2 separate regions of the Mus musculus genome follow, and region 2 is linked to region 1. A link is a contact called in public promoter capture Hi-C data. All regions are on one chromosome and are shown on one strand. Each heading gives the region's core, a stretch centred on a gene start, on an enhancer-like site or on the middle of the called end of the contact. The rest is flanking DNA. Distances are from core to core; before and after follow the strand shown. Region 1 holds the start of Mgarp (mitochondria localized glutamic acid rich protein). Region 2 has its middle 21 kb from the start of Gm30074.

Evidence for each region. Promoter capture Hi-C pulls out the DNA fragments that hold promoters and counts their contacts.
Region 2: a promoter capture Hi-C map of pre-B cells shows a contact between it and region 1, with 4 times the contacts expected there. The contact joins the enhancer-like site here to the promoter of Mgarp in region 1. A contact is called at or near these places in 4 of 39 promoter capture datasets (the C10 cell line, hippocampal neurons, liver and 1 more) and 6 of 115 datasets of contacts at active chromatin or transcription factors (the 230-238 cell line, acute myeloid leukemia, large pre-B cells and 3 more).

What each region holds. Positions count from the first base shown.
Region 1 is chr3:51,393,863-51,400,286 of GRCm38.p6, forward strand. It overlaps Mgarp (mitochondria localized glutamic acid rich protein), which reads right to left and starts at 2,685. Exons shown (of 4, transcript NM_026358.3): 1 at 2,565-2,685. The coding sequence starts at 2,646.
Region 2 is chr3:52,197,899-52,204,261 of GRCm38.p6, forward strand. No RefSeq gene overlaps it. Among named protein-coding and RNA genes, the nearest start is that of Gm30074, 21 kb to the left of the region's middle. Within about 2 kb of position 1,578, at least 208 of the 459 cell types and tissues checked have an H3K27ac peak or open chromatin away from gene starts, as enhancers often do. A contact at or near this core is called in the 230-238 cell line, hippocampal neurons, liver and 3 more, where this site is marked.

The sequences.
Region 1 (6,424 bases), core at 1,435-3,934:
AACAATACATCCTACAGCAGAAGGGCTCAGATGTATGGGTCAAGGTCCTTAAGGAAAATGTGCTTGAGAAAGAAAGAAAAAGGGCTGGCTCAGTGTTTCAGAGCACTGACTGCTCTTCCAGAGGTCCTCAGTTCAATTCCCAGCAACCACATGGTGGCTCACAACCATCTGTAATGGGATCTGATGCCTTCTTCTGATGTGTCTGAAGACAGAGACAGTGTACCCATATACATGAAATAAATAAATAAATAAATAAATAAATATTTTTAAAAAGAGGCTGGTCCTCTTTAACAGAGAAAAAGAAAGGAGACAGACAGAGAGAGAGAGAGAGAGAGAGAGAGAGAGAGAGAGAGGGAGAGAGAGAGAGAGAGAGGCCTATAGTTGTTGAATGTGTTGGTGCACACCTCTGACCCCATGACTTGGGACAGTAAGGCAGGGCAATATAAGTGTTTCAGACCAGCCTGGATAGCGAGACCTTGTTTCTATAAGGCAAAAACAAAGAAAAAAAAAATCCCTAAAACCAAGTAGGCTAACCATAAATAATGATATTTACTAAATTGGAAGATTAATTTATATGTTATATTTTGTCTTTCTGATATTTTCCCAGTGAACTACTGTAAATCTAAATTATTCATTAAAAAGTTACATTTTTAATAACCAGAAAAGTTACATTTTACAGCAAAAAGGACAAAACTTAATGATAGTTAAAACACACCTTTCAAAAAATAAACACTGAAACAAATTTATTTTTTACTAAAGTAGGAAGTACCAACAGTACAGCAGTTAATACCCACAAAGGAAGACAAATTTAAGATTCCAATCAATGCCAGATTGGTGGCCCAGGCCTTTAATCCCAGCAATTGGGAGGCAGAGTTAAGAGGATCTCTAAGTTTGAGGCCAGCCTGGTCTACAGAGTGAGTTCAGGACAGCCAGGGCTACACAGAGAAACCCTGTCTTGAAAATTATTAGTAATTATTCAGTAGAAGTAGACTTGCCTATGGGGCCTTAGATAGACCTTAGATTCGATCCCTAGTACCACAAAAAAAAAAAAAAAAAAAAAAAAAAAAAAGGTGAAAATTAAAATAAGGTCAGTTCCCCTGCATCCAGGACTACTCACTGCACATTTATGTCTTATTTTGATCTAATGGGAGGAGTGGGAGGCAGAGGATGTAAGAAAGTATGATGTCGATGCAGGACTCAAGGGAGTACAGGGGGCTGCAGCCAAGCCTCAAGACCTAGTTCAGTTTCTGGTACCCACTGCCTCTTGCAAGCTGACCTCAGAGCACATGCAGGTTCTGATGGGTGCGTGCCTATGCCTCTAAGCCTGTGCTTGTGGGAGAGATGGGGTGGGGGAGTGGGGGGGAGGGAGGGATGGAGAGAGAGAGGGAGAGAGAGAGAGAGGGAGGGAGGGAGGGAGAGAGAGGGGGGGGGGAGGGAGGGAGGGAGAGAGAGAGAGTTTTCTGTGGAGGATGAGGTCAGTCTCATCTCTTTCTTTATCTGAGCACCAGAACAGTCCCCATTATAATCAGTTTAAAATAAATGGCGTCTCCTCACTTCTGCAAGTTGCTCTCTTATGAGGTATACACATACAGAGGGGAAAGGCGTTCTAGTACTTGTGGGAAGACTTCTTTTAAGCATCATTTAAAAGAATAGGTGACTAGATCTCTTTCTTGAGACCATCCACCACCAACACAGGCCTAATCAAAGCAGGGTGAACAAGTGCTTAAAGCAAAGCAAAGCAAAGCAAAGCTCGCTCTGGCTCATGGATTTCCACAGGCGTTTTTCTGTCTTTCTCAGTCAAATCTTTGCTTTGGATGCTGCCTCCGATGCCCCAAGGAGTGGGGCAAAGTACAGAATAATTAACTTTCTAGTGTCCAAGATCTGTGCCCCAGTGAGTGATGAACAGAGAGGGTGGGCAGCTAGGAGAGGACCTGCAAACCAGCCCAAAGCCTGTAAGCTCTTATAGTCCAGGATGCTGCTTCTTTAGAAAATTTCCAAGAGCGCATTTCCTCACGCATTCCCTAATCCGAAGCTGACGGAGCTGCAAGCTTGTCAGCAACATCAGAAGAGTACCCCGAGGCCTCACTTCGAAGGGATGATCAGGGCCACAAGAAGCCGGGGGTTTATCACCGCCAGGGATCAGTGAACCGACACTTCTTCTAGGGCCCACCTGCGAACACGTGAACACCCCACGTCCACCTACCTATCCGTTCCTTCACCTCTTCGGAGAAACTAGTGGTTCATTGAATAGAAAACCGTGGAACTCTAGGAGAAAGCCAAACCCTCTTCGAAGTGGTTCTTTTCACTCCATATCTACTGATCATAACCCACAGTCACTTAAAAAAAATGAAGGAACATTACTTGCCGGAGATCAGGAATTCAAGACTGGAACCCAGGAAGTCTAATTTGGATTCAGAGGCCATCCTGGAAAAGGTCCTTATTCCCAAAGTTTCCAAGAAATTCGGAGGGCTGGCCTGAGACCCTCCCTCACTGTTCCTTCACTGGCCCAGGGTTCGGGGCGCTGGTGCCCAGCCTGGACGGGTAGAGAAGTGTGGGACACTCACCGTCCTTCCCCAGCGGCGCGGGACCCGGGGGCGCCCTCCGGGGCAGCGCCAGAGTCTTGGACACAGCCCTGCGGAGATACATCGCCAGATGCGCTCAGATTCAGCAGCGGATCAAGCAACCCAGGCTCAGAGGGAGGAGCCAGGGAGCGCCCCGCCCCGGGTGGGACTCCAGATCCCGTGCGTCCCAGCCCCGGGGGATGTGGGAAGGGGATCGAGTTAGTGGTTAGCACCTTGGTCCCCTTACCCAGCTCTAATAGAGTTGCAGTCCCGTGCTCCCCAGCAGTCGCTTAATGGCTGCATCTCAGAAGAGGCTAGGGAGCTTAGAAGTCGCTGTTACGTGCCTGACCCGCTCTGTCCCATGGAGTTATCTCCCGAGCACGCAGGACACGTTTAGAGAAGCGCGCTTGATTCAGGATTCATGCGCAGACGGAATGTATTCTCCAGGTGGAAGACCACTTTATTCCACACACTGTGTTAGCATTCCCAGGAAGAGGTAGCGGGAAACTTAAGAGACGACTTTACAGGCTTATGATTAAAGGAAGGGTAAGGTTTCCCCCTGGCGATGGCTGAGTTCTAAGCCAGCCAGGACTTTTAAATATAGGGTAAAGAGTTTATCTAGCATGGGTTCGATACCCAACAGCGCATAAAACCAGACATGGTGGCGCAAGAAGTTACTCCCAGCACTCAGAGGGGGAGGTAGGATGCTCAGGAGTTCAAGATCTTTGAGGACACCGTAGGCTACAAGAGACCCCGCTTCAAAAATGAATGAATGAATGAATGAACCACTGAAGGCACTAGGCGGTGGTGTGTGTGTGTGTGTGCGTGTGTGTGTGTGTGTGTGTGTGTGTGTGTGTGTGTGTGTGTGACCAAAACAATCCACTAACAGGAAAGTTAGGTAAAGGGCTCTCTGGGGGGAGTAGCAACCGCTCTTAAACACTAAACCATCTCTCCAGTCTGAACTGTGAATCTTGTTTTTTTTTTTTTTGTTTTGTTTTTTGTTTTTTAATTTATTATATGTAAGTACACTGTAGTTGTCTTCAGACACACCCGAAGAGGGCCTCAGATCTCATTACGGATGGTTGTGAGCCACCATGTGGTTGCTGGGATTTGAACTCAGGACCTTTGGAAGAGCAGTCAGTGCTCCTAACAGTTGAGCCGTCTCACCAGCCCCGAATCTTGGTTTCTTGAGACAGGTTTTCTCTGTGTAGCTCTGGGTGTCCTGAAAATCGCTCTGTAGAGCAGGCGAGGCCAGCTGTTTTCAGGAGCCAGGGCTACACAGAGAAACCCCGTCTCAAGAAACCAGGATCCCTGCCCCCTGCCTCCGCAGTGTTGAGATTAAAGGCATAGGCCACTACCACCACCACCACAGAGCGTTGTGAGTCTTGTAGACCCGAGTAAAGCGACTGAGGAAAGCTCTGAAGCATAGTCGATGCGTGATGTATGCTCAGCCCGATGGAAGAGTCAGTGCCGGGTCACGATTTCTCTGCTCCTTTCAGTCTGGTAAGTGAACATAGTTGCATCTGTATGCCCGCCCCAGCTGGGAGAGATGGTATGTCTACACTGTGAGCTTCAGACCTACTCTCTGGGTTCTTTTCATATTTTAAAGAGCCGTTTCCCAAACAAACACCCAAGCACTTTGGTTGTCAGTTTCACTGAATTTTCAGCTGCTTCTCCATCACCCCAGGGCATTTTTGTTAGTTTCTGCTGTAGCTGACTAAAGGTGCAGACAGTTCCCGGCTGCGGGACAGATTCTTCACTGCCCTTGAGAAAATCCTTGACATTTTTCTGTTCTCTTTCAGAAAACACCGAGGGTCAGAAATAAGTTGGCTTAACTCAGATGACCTCCAGTTAATCTTTGGTTGTTGATAAAGACAGAAATTTGAAAACAATGTTAAGGTCCAGTGCCAGCAATAATCATGATTTTGTGGCTTATGTGCTGGTAATTTAAGGTCTTTGGGGTCTGGAGACCAGCAAGTCTGAGGACCAAGTTGGATCCCCTGGATTCACATAATGGAAACAAAAGAACCATCTCTTGAAGATTGTCTTCTGCCCTCCATACATGCTTACGGTGAGAGGCCAAACCTACTCCATCTTAAAAGAAAAGAAAAGAAAAGAAGAGAAGAGAAAAGAAAGAAAAGAAAAGAAAAGATAAGAAAAGAAAAGAAAAGAAAAGAAAAGAAAAGAGAGAAGGAGGAGGAGGAGGAGGAGGAGAAGAAGGAGAAGAAGAAGCCTGAGAACTTGACAGGCAGCAAAATCCAAGCTGCACCCAAGTCCTAGGAAGGACCCCAGGCTTTCCTTGGCCAGAGCCACTCCCTAGCTACTTCCTAGCAACAGTGAAGCAAAGATTAGTCTGCTTGTTTCAGACGTACTTTCAGACCCTTTGTGATTGTATGCCTTCTTGCTTCAGAGCACCCACCTGTCAGCTTATAGTCATTCTATTAAAGGCTTGCCAGACTGGGCACCCCTTCCCTCATCCCCTCATTGGCTGCTATTTTCCTATACAAACTTGTCCTGCAGCAAACCTGTTTGCAGCTGCTCTGCCTTCCCTTCCCGTCCTGCTGCAGCAGAGTTGGGTTGGAGGAGAGTCCAAACCAGAGCTTGTAATGAAGCGATCCTAATGCTATTACATTGAAAATGGCTCCTTGGTGGTCTTTTGGAGTTCGCAAATGCTTCCTGTCACATCCATGTTTCAAACCCGGGACAAATGGCTGAGGTGCATATTTAACATATCAAAGCACACCGGGCCTCCCGATTCTCCCAGCATCCGAACCCCACCACCCCATCCCACCCCCAACTGTCCAGCCTTTTCTAGAGGCTTAGCTGTTCTCCCCCAGAGGCTCTGTCTTATATAATCCAGACATTTTGGTTACACGCCCCTTTTGTATCTTTGGTCTCTTGGCTGTTGCACCTCTCTCCTCTTGCCCTTTCCCTCCCCTCTCTCCCTGTCTCTCTGCCCCCTCCCTCTCCCTTCCCCTCTCCTCTGTCCTCACCAGGCTTAAGGTCATGACCATTCTGGATTCTCTGAAATGTGTCTGCCTCTGGCTACACTTTCCCTCGTGTCTATAGTAAACTTTCTCCTCTACCTTACTGAGGAGCAGTCATTTCCTTTTCTTTCCTTTTCTTTATTTTTTCTCTCACACCCAAACACAGTGCTCCTCCACACTTAAATAAATGCACTTTAAAAAACAAATCATTTCCTAGACTCTGTAGAATGCCAGAACCGGAAGCTGGAGACACGGCTCAGTGGATAGGAGTGTTTGCTGCTCTTCCAGAGGACCAGAGCTTGGTTCTCAGACACCCCATCAGGTAGTTCACGACTTTCTTACCGCCTGCACAGGGAGAGACACAGAAACATTTCTTTAAAAGGCTGGAGAGATGGCTCAGGGGTAAAGTGGACTGGCTGCCTTTCTAGAGGACCTGGGTTCAATTTCCAGCATCCACATAGCAGCTCCCAACTGTCTAACAAGTTTAATTCCAGGGGAATCTGACACCATCAACACAGAGACACACATGCAAGCAAAACATCAATGTACATAAAATAAAAAATAGACAATATAAAAAAGCTAGAAACATGGGCTGGAGAGATGTCTCAGCGGTTAAGAGCACTGACTGCTCTTCCGAAGGTTCTGAGTTCAAATCCCAGAAACCACATGGTGGCTCAGAACCATCTGTAATGGGATCCCATGAACTCTTCTGGTGTGTCTGAAGACAGTGTACTCATATAAATAAATAAATAACTCTTTTTTAAAGGTATAAACAATTGAAAGTTTTTTGGGGGCGGAGGAAAGTTTTTTTTTAATTTAATTAATTAATTAATTAGTTTGTTTGTTTGTTTATTTATTTATTTATTTTTTGAAGAC
Region 2 (6,363 bases), core at 328-2,827, 800 kb after region 1:
AAAGCAGCCGGCATGCCTTACACATCGTTCAGCCTGTTTAAAGCAAACAGACCCACCCCACGGTCCACAGACAACTAGTCAACAAGCAGGCGAAATTTCCAAACAAAAGACCAGAACATTCCGGAGCTCTCTTTAAACTGTCTTCTAAGAGCTGGAGAAGGAAACACTGGGTGGGCAGGCCGTGCCCGAACCTTTCGGCTGGGCTTCCGCACTTGTAGAACATTGGTTTATGCAGGGACCATGTGACACGGTAACAGAGAGCTCAGATCTCTAAATCTCGTTTTCCTTTGTGTCATCCTCCCTCCACCCCCTCCTGGATGGTGAGTCACCCGTCTCTGCAAAAAAGATCCACAGTTCAGTGATGTCCTAGGTGACAGCCGCATGCTCTGCCTTGGAGATTCCGCGCACATCGAGTGTGATCGACCGAGATAACAGAGGTTGGAAAAATCTGTGAAAGGGTTGAGCTGTTCCTCAGATGTGGGACATTATTTCCACAGGTTCGACAGTCTGAAGCATGAATATTACTCACTGAAACACTGCCATAAGAATTAGGAAAAGAAATCAGGACCGATTTTTTCAGGTAGGTGTATAAGGGTCCACATCGGGGATGAGGGGAAAGCCAATCACAGAGCTCATCCTAGGGAATGCGTTCCCCTCATGTTGCAGTCTGGTAAATGCTAGAATCTTGGTGACTCATTGCTTCCCCGATGTCCTTATTTGGTAGCATGCAAATAAGGAAAAAAAAAAAAAAAACACGATCGTTTCAGATTTAGATTTCCTCAAATCGTGGTGTGAGCAGCTATTTTTACTTTTGCTTCAATCACCATTCTCAGTAGTAGAAAGTTTATTTAGAGTTGTAAAAAGCTGCTTTTTTTTTTTCATTTGCAGGCTAAATTTAAATATGGAATTCAGCAACCGAAGAACTCTCTTGGTCAGATCCAGCAGTCATGACCAGGAAGTCCAGTTCTGCTGGTATCCGGCTGTCTTCCCTAGGCAGTTCTGATTCCTGGTACTTTACAAGTGCGAGCTTGGAGTCTGTCTCCATAGCGCCTCCACCTGGTGTGCTTTACCTTGCCCACAGATGCACTAGACCCAATTCTTTCACTTCTGTGTGGACTACCTGCAGGTCCAGGGACATGATACTTATTTTGCTGAAAGCAAAGACTAACTGAGGTAGCTCTCTACATCACATCCTGCATCTCCACATCCTTGGCTGATGCCAGATAAGGACGGTACCTACCCTTAGTGTCCCCAGTAGTTGTCACATCCATCCAGGACCAATACTCATGCTTCCACATAGCTCAGAGCTGGTGTTTTCCTACTTCCCAATGGCAACTGTGTGGCTGACACCTGCACAGTGGGCTCACTTGGCACCTTGGGTTGGGATACCTTCCTGTGAATTGGCTTTCAGAAGCTCGTGTGGATGACAACTCTTCAGGGACAATCAGTCTAGACTGTATTTTTCAGCCCCACCGTATTCTAATCTTGTCTCTTCCTGTTTGATAAAGCCAACTGTGGCTCCTGGGGCAGAGACTGGAGGTGCTAACTTCCTGTCTGCGACAGGCCAATGAGCCCCAGCTGTTTCTCCTTAGACCATCTTGACTGCCCCCTCGGATTCCCGACTTTGTAGTGGAGCAGATGACTCACCATGACGTCAGACCCCACTGAAAGGTGGACGGGAGGTCTGCTTCTAACCCCGCCCCGAAAGCAATCGCCAGAGTCAGGCAATCAAGCAGTTGCGGGCAGCTGCGGCACCTTAGGCAACTGGGTGTGTCCTCTGCCTAAAATCACCCACCCTGTGAGCATTCCACACTGGGGCTTGCTCAGTGGTATCTAAGGATCTGGGCATGTCACTACTCGCTCCTGTTCTGTCATTTTCCAGCTAAACTCAACTGTGGGCTTCTGCCCCTATAAACTCTCACAACGTGGGATCCACCCAGTGGGAATACAAAACAATAGTGACATCTTCCACACATTTATGACATTTTTTTGTTCTCAATATCTACAAGTCGCAGAGTATGGCAGACAGGAAATTAGCGCCTTCAGCCTAGACCCTAGCAGCCACAGGTGGCTTTATCAAACGGGCGGTGTTCTAATGGCCACTAAGGGAAAAGAGTTTATCCTTCTATCTGATATCTCATAGGCCTCTTTTCATCACTTGCATAAATTGTGCTTAGCCCAGTAACAAGGTTAAATTTTTTTGCTTTTTGTCAATACAGATGCTTTTTTGCCGAGATGGGGACAGTGGGCATGTCTGAAGCTTAGCAGATTTATTTTCACTTTGCTTGGATCAAGGTCCCTCTGGAAGGCCAGGAAAGGATTTTCACTTAGCTGCACATAGGCTTTGTGCAAATGTTTGTGGGAGAAGCTGCTAGCCTAGGGAAGAGTCAGCTCATCTGGGTTCCTCTCCCTCCTCTGCATTGCTTTTTTTGGGTTTCAAGAGGAGGAGAGTCATCTGAGAAATCTCTCAGCCGTAGGGAACCTGGGCAGCGTAAATACAGGCCAGTCATGAACCTCTCTGCTCTTGTCTTCTTCCCATAAGTCCACTGTGAGGACTGAAAGCAACGGAATGTATTTCAAACTTTGTCCAGAGTTCCCTGTGACTGTTTCCTTGTGTGTGTGTGTGTGTGTGTGTGTGTGTGTGTGTGTGTGTGTGTAGGAGATTAGTGTCTATTGTCTTCCTCAATCACTTCACCTTATTTTTCTTTAAGGCAAGTTCTCTCGTTAAGCCTGCAGTTTACCCTTTGGTTCTGCTGTCTAGCTAGCAAGCCCCTGGGACTATCCTGTCTCCATACTGTCAGCGCTGGGTTTACAGAGCTTATAGCACTGGCTTAAGCCTTTTCTGTGACTGCTGGGAATCTGGAGTCAGTCGGATTACTGACTGAGCCATCTCCCCAGCTTCTTCCCTCCATTTTATATATTTGGGAAAATAATAATTGTAGGTGTTGACCATTTTCTCCTGGTATGATTGTCTATCATATCTATCTACCTAGCTACAGCAGCCATCAGTAGCTATTACATTTTATATAGCTAAATAACCATCTATCACTTTCATATTGTTATTATTCATATGTGGATGGATGTGTATGCCACAGCATGGGTATTAAGATCAAAATGAAACTTTGTGGAATGGATTCTTTCTTTCTACTTCTATGCAGTTTCTGAGGACCAAACTCAGGCTGTCAGGCTTGTATCGGGTGGCAGAGTCATCTTGCCAGCCCTCATTGATCATCTATCTATCCAGCCAGCCATTTAGCTATCATCATTTATTCATCACTCATCAAGTATCTATCTATTTTCATTCATCTATCTATCTATCTATCTATCTATCTATCTATCTACTGCTCATCTATCATTTATCTATCTATCAATCAGCTATCTACCTACCTATCATTTAATGCTCAGTCCAGAGTATTCCCACTGAGAGCCTACCATGCCAAGATTTGACATGCTGCCTCTGGCCCTTTTCCCCCCCTTACTTTAACCAGATCCTGTGTGTTCCCAACTGTGAATCAGACACATCTTTGGCAAAAGTTCACATCAAGGTGCTGTGGGGAGGTGCCTGGAGATGCACGAAGACAGAGCCATCAAGTAGATATGTCACTGGGGGAATAATTGCTATGGCAAGGCCCAGACAGAGAGAGCATCTCTGTCTACAGAAGGTATGTGCACCCCATGATCAATACTTACAAGATTAGAGCCAGGAGTGGTGGCGCATGCCTTTAATTCCAGCACTCAGGAGGCAGAGGCAGGGAGATTTCTGAGTTCGAGGCCAACCTGGTCTACAAAGTGAGTTCCAGGACAGCCAGGGCTACACAGAGAAACCCTGTCTCGAACCACGCCCCCCAAGATTACTTACAAGATTAAAAGGGGTGCCAAGCTTTGATTTCCCGCTCTCTTTCTTACAAGTTCAGCTTCAGCACTTCCAGAGTTCTGTCTGTACTCAGAAAGATGCCTCACGTTTCTTTCTATTCATTCCGTGCTCAAGTCCTGCTTCCATTCTTTTGGCTTCGAGTGTGGCCCATCGCAGGAGCCTTCTACCTAGTCAATCTCTACATGCCTCACACACTTTCCCTTTAAAAAACAAAATCCTAAAACTGCCAAATAACAAAACCACTGTTTTTTCCAAATACATTGACACCCAGAGCATCCAACTCCCTTATAGGAAAATGTCCAAAATTCTCTTGGATTTCAACCTCTTGCTGTCTGCTTCCCATATTCTTCCCAAACCTGTTTGTCCCTCTCCAGCTCCTGTGTCTGCCCTTGCTGACACATTTTTGGATAGCTCAGAGTTTTGTTCCTGTGTGTGCTGTTAGACTTGAAGGGAGTGTGTTTTTCATGGTGTTACACATCTGGAGGGAATCTTGTGAGATTTTCTTGTCATGTCCTATCTCTAAGTCATCTAGGGCAGCAAGTGACTTGTCGGAGACAGGTTTCCTCCAGCTTTGGATGGTTGATCTTCATCTTCCCACAATGGTCCTTTCACTGATCACTTTAGGTTGATGTCCTAAAATCTCAGTTCACCTGAGCCCTCCTGGTGCTTTTTTAAATGCAGGTTCTCACGTCCAATACAAACGACAGCATTTGCTTATACTGGGAAATGGGCACGTGAATCTACAATGTGTATCATATGTATTATAATAATTAAGACAATTCCATACATGTGGTCTATGGCACATACTATGATTACAAACTACTCTGAGTTAGTTTTAATATTTTTTGAGAGGGCTGGAAGATGACTTAGTGGATAAGCACTTGCCACGCACACACATACACACATACACACACACACACACACACACACAAACATTCATACACAAACACATTCACACTGTATATATACACCTAAAACAATGAGAAGGCTGGTGTGTGAGATCTGCCTATGCATAGCTGCTGTTTAAGAACAACACTGACTGCTGGGCACTGTCCTTCAAGTAGCTTATCCTGAAGACCCCCCCTACCCTTGGGTTCTTGGGTCAGATATTTAATCTCCAAAACTACCAGCTTGGGTCTTGAGTGCTAGCCTTCCTATCTTGTCTTTTTCTGTTGGACTTGATCATAATAGCTGCTTAAGAAGGAATAGAGGGCCCCTTAAAGCACAGTCAACAGTCCCAAATTGCACCCCTCCCTTGGCCTCCATATTCCAGCCCAAAGCTTTAGCAAAAGACTTTTGCTTTCCTGGAGGTCAGGCAGTAATAGGAACTCCAGAGACCAAGCAAGTATCCAGAACCCCAGAGGTCACACATATACTTGGAGCCTGAGAGGCAGCGTAGGCCCCAGAGGTCATGCAGGCTACAAAAACCCCAGCAGAGACACCCTACCAGACTTGAAGACTCAGTGTTCACCAGAACCCCAGTCCACTCAGGGCAGAAGACCATAGAAGAAACAGAAACCAAGGTGGAAAATCCAAAAACTGTCTACCCAATAAAGATAAACTCAGAAGTCAGCACCTAAACCTATAATCACCCCAAACACAGATGACTGGAGGCCAGAATAAGAACACAGCTAATAGTATCCATGGAAATATGGCACCATCAAGAGCCCAGCTATACTAGAGCAAGGCCTGGATATTCCAGCTGCAGTACAAGAAAATGATCTTAAATACAACCTTATGAAGATGATAGTATGAAATGACATCCAGGAAAATACAACAAATGGGTGAAAAAAGAACAGAACTTTCCAAAACCTGAAAATGAAAATAGAAGCAATAAAAAACAAAACAAAACAAAAACAAAAACAAAAACAAAAATCAAAAACAAAAAAAACAAACTGAGGGAATCCTGGTGTTGGAAAATCTAGGTAAGCAAACAGGAATTACAGAAGCAAGCATCACCAGCAGAATACAAGAGATTGAAGAGAGAACCTCAGGCATAGAAGATACAACAGAAGAAATTGATACATAGGTCAAAGAAAATGTTAAATCTAAAATGTTCCTGACACAACCCATCCAGGAAATTTGAGACACTATGAAAAAGCCAAACCTAAGAATAACAGGAATAAAAGAAGGAGAAAATCCCAACTCAAAGCCCAGAAAACATCTTCAACAAAATCATAGAAGAAAACTTCTCTAATCTAAAGAAAGCTTACTGGGGCTGGAGAAATGCCTCAGTGGTTAAGAGCACTGACTACTCTTCCAGAGATCCTGAGTTCAATTCCCAGCAACCACATGGTAGCTCACAAACATCTGTAACTGGGTCTGATGCCCTCTTCTGGTGTGTCTGAAGAGACAATTTTATTCACATATATGAAATAAATAAATCGAAGAAGAAGAAGAAGAAGAAGAAGAAGAAGAAGAAGAAGAAGAAGAAGAAGAAGAAGGAGAAGAAGGAGAAGAGGAGGAGGAGGAGGAAGAGAAGGAGGAGG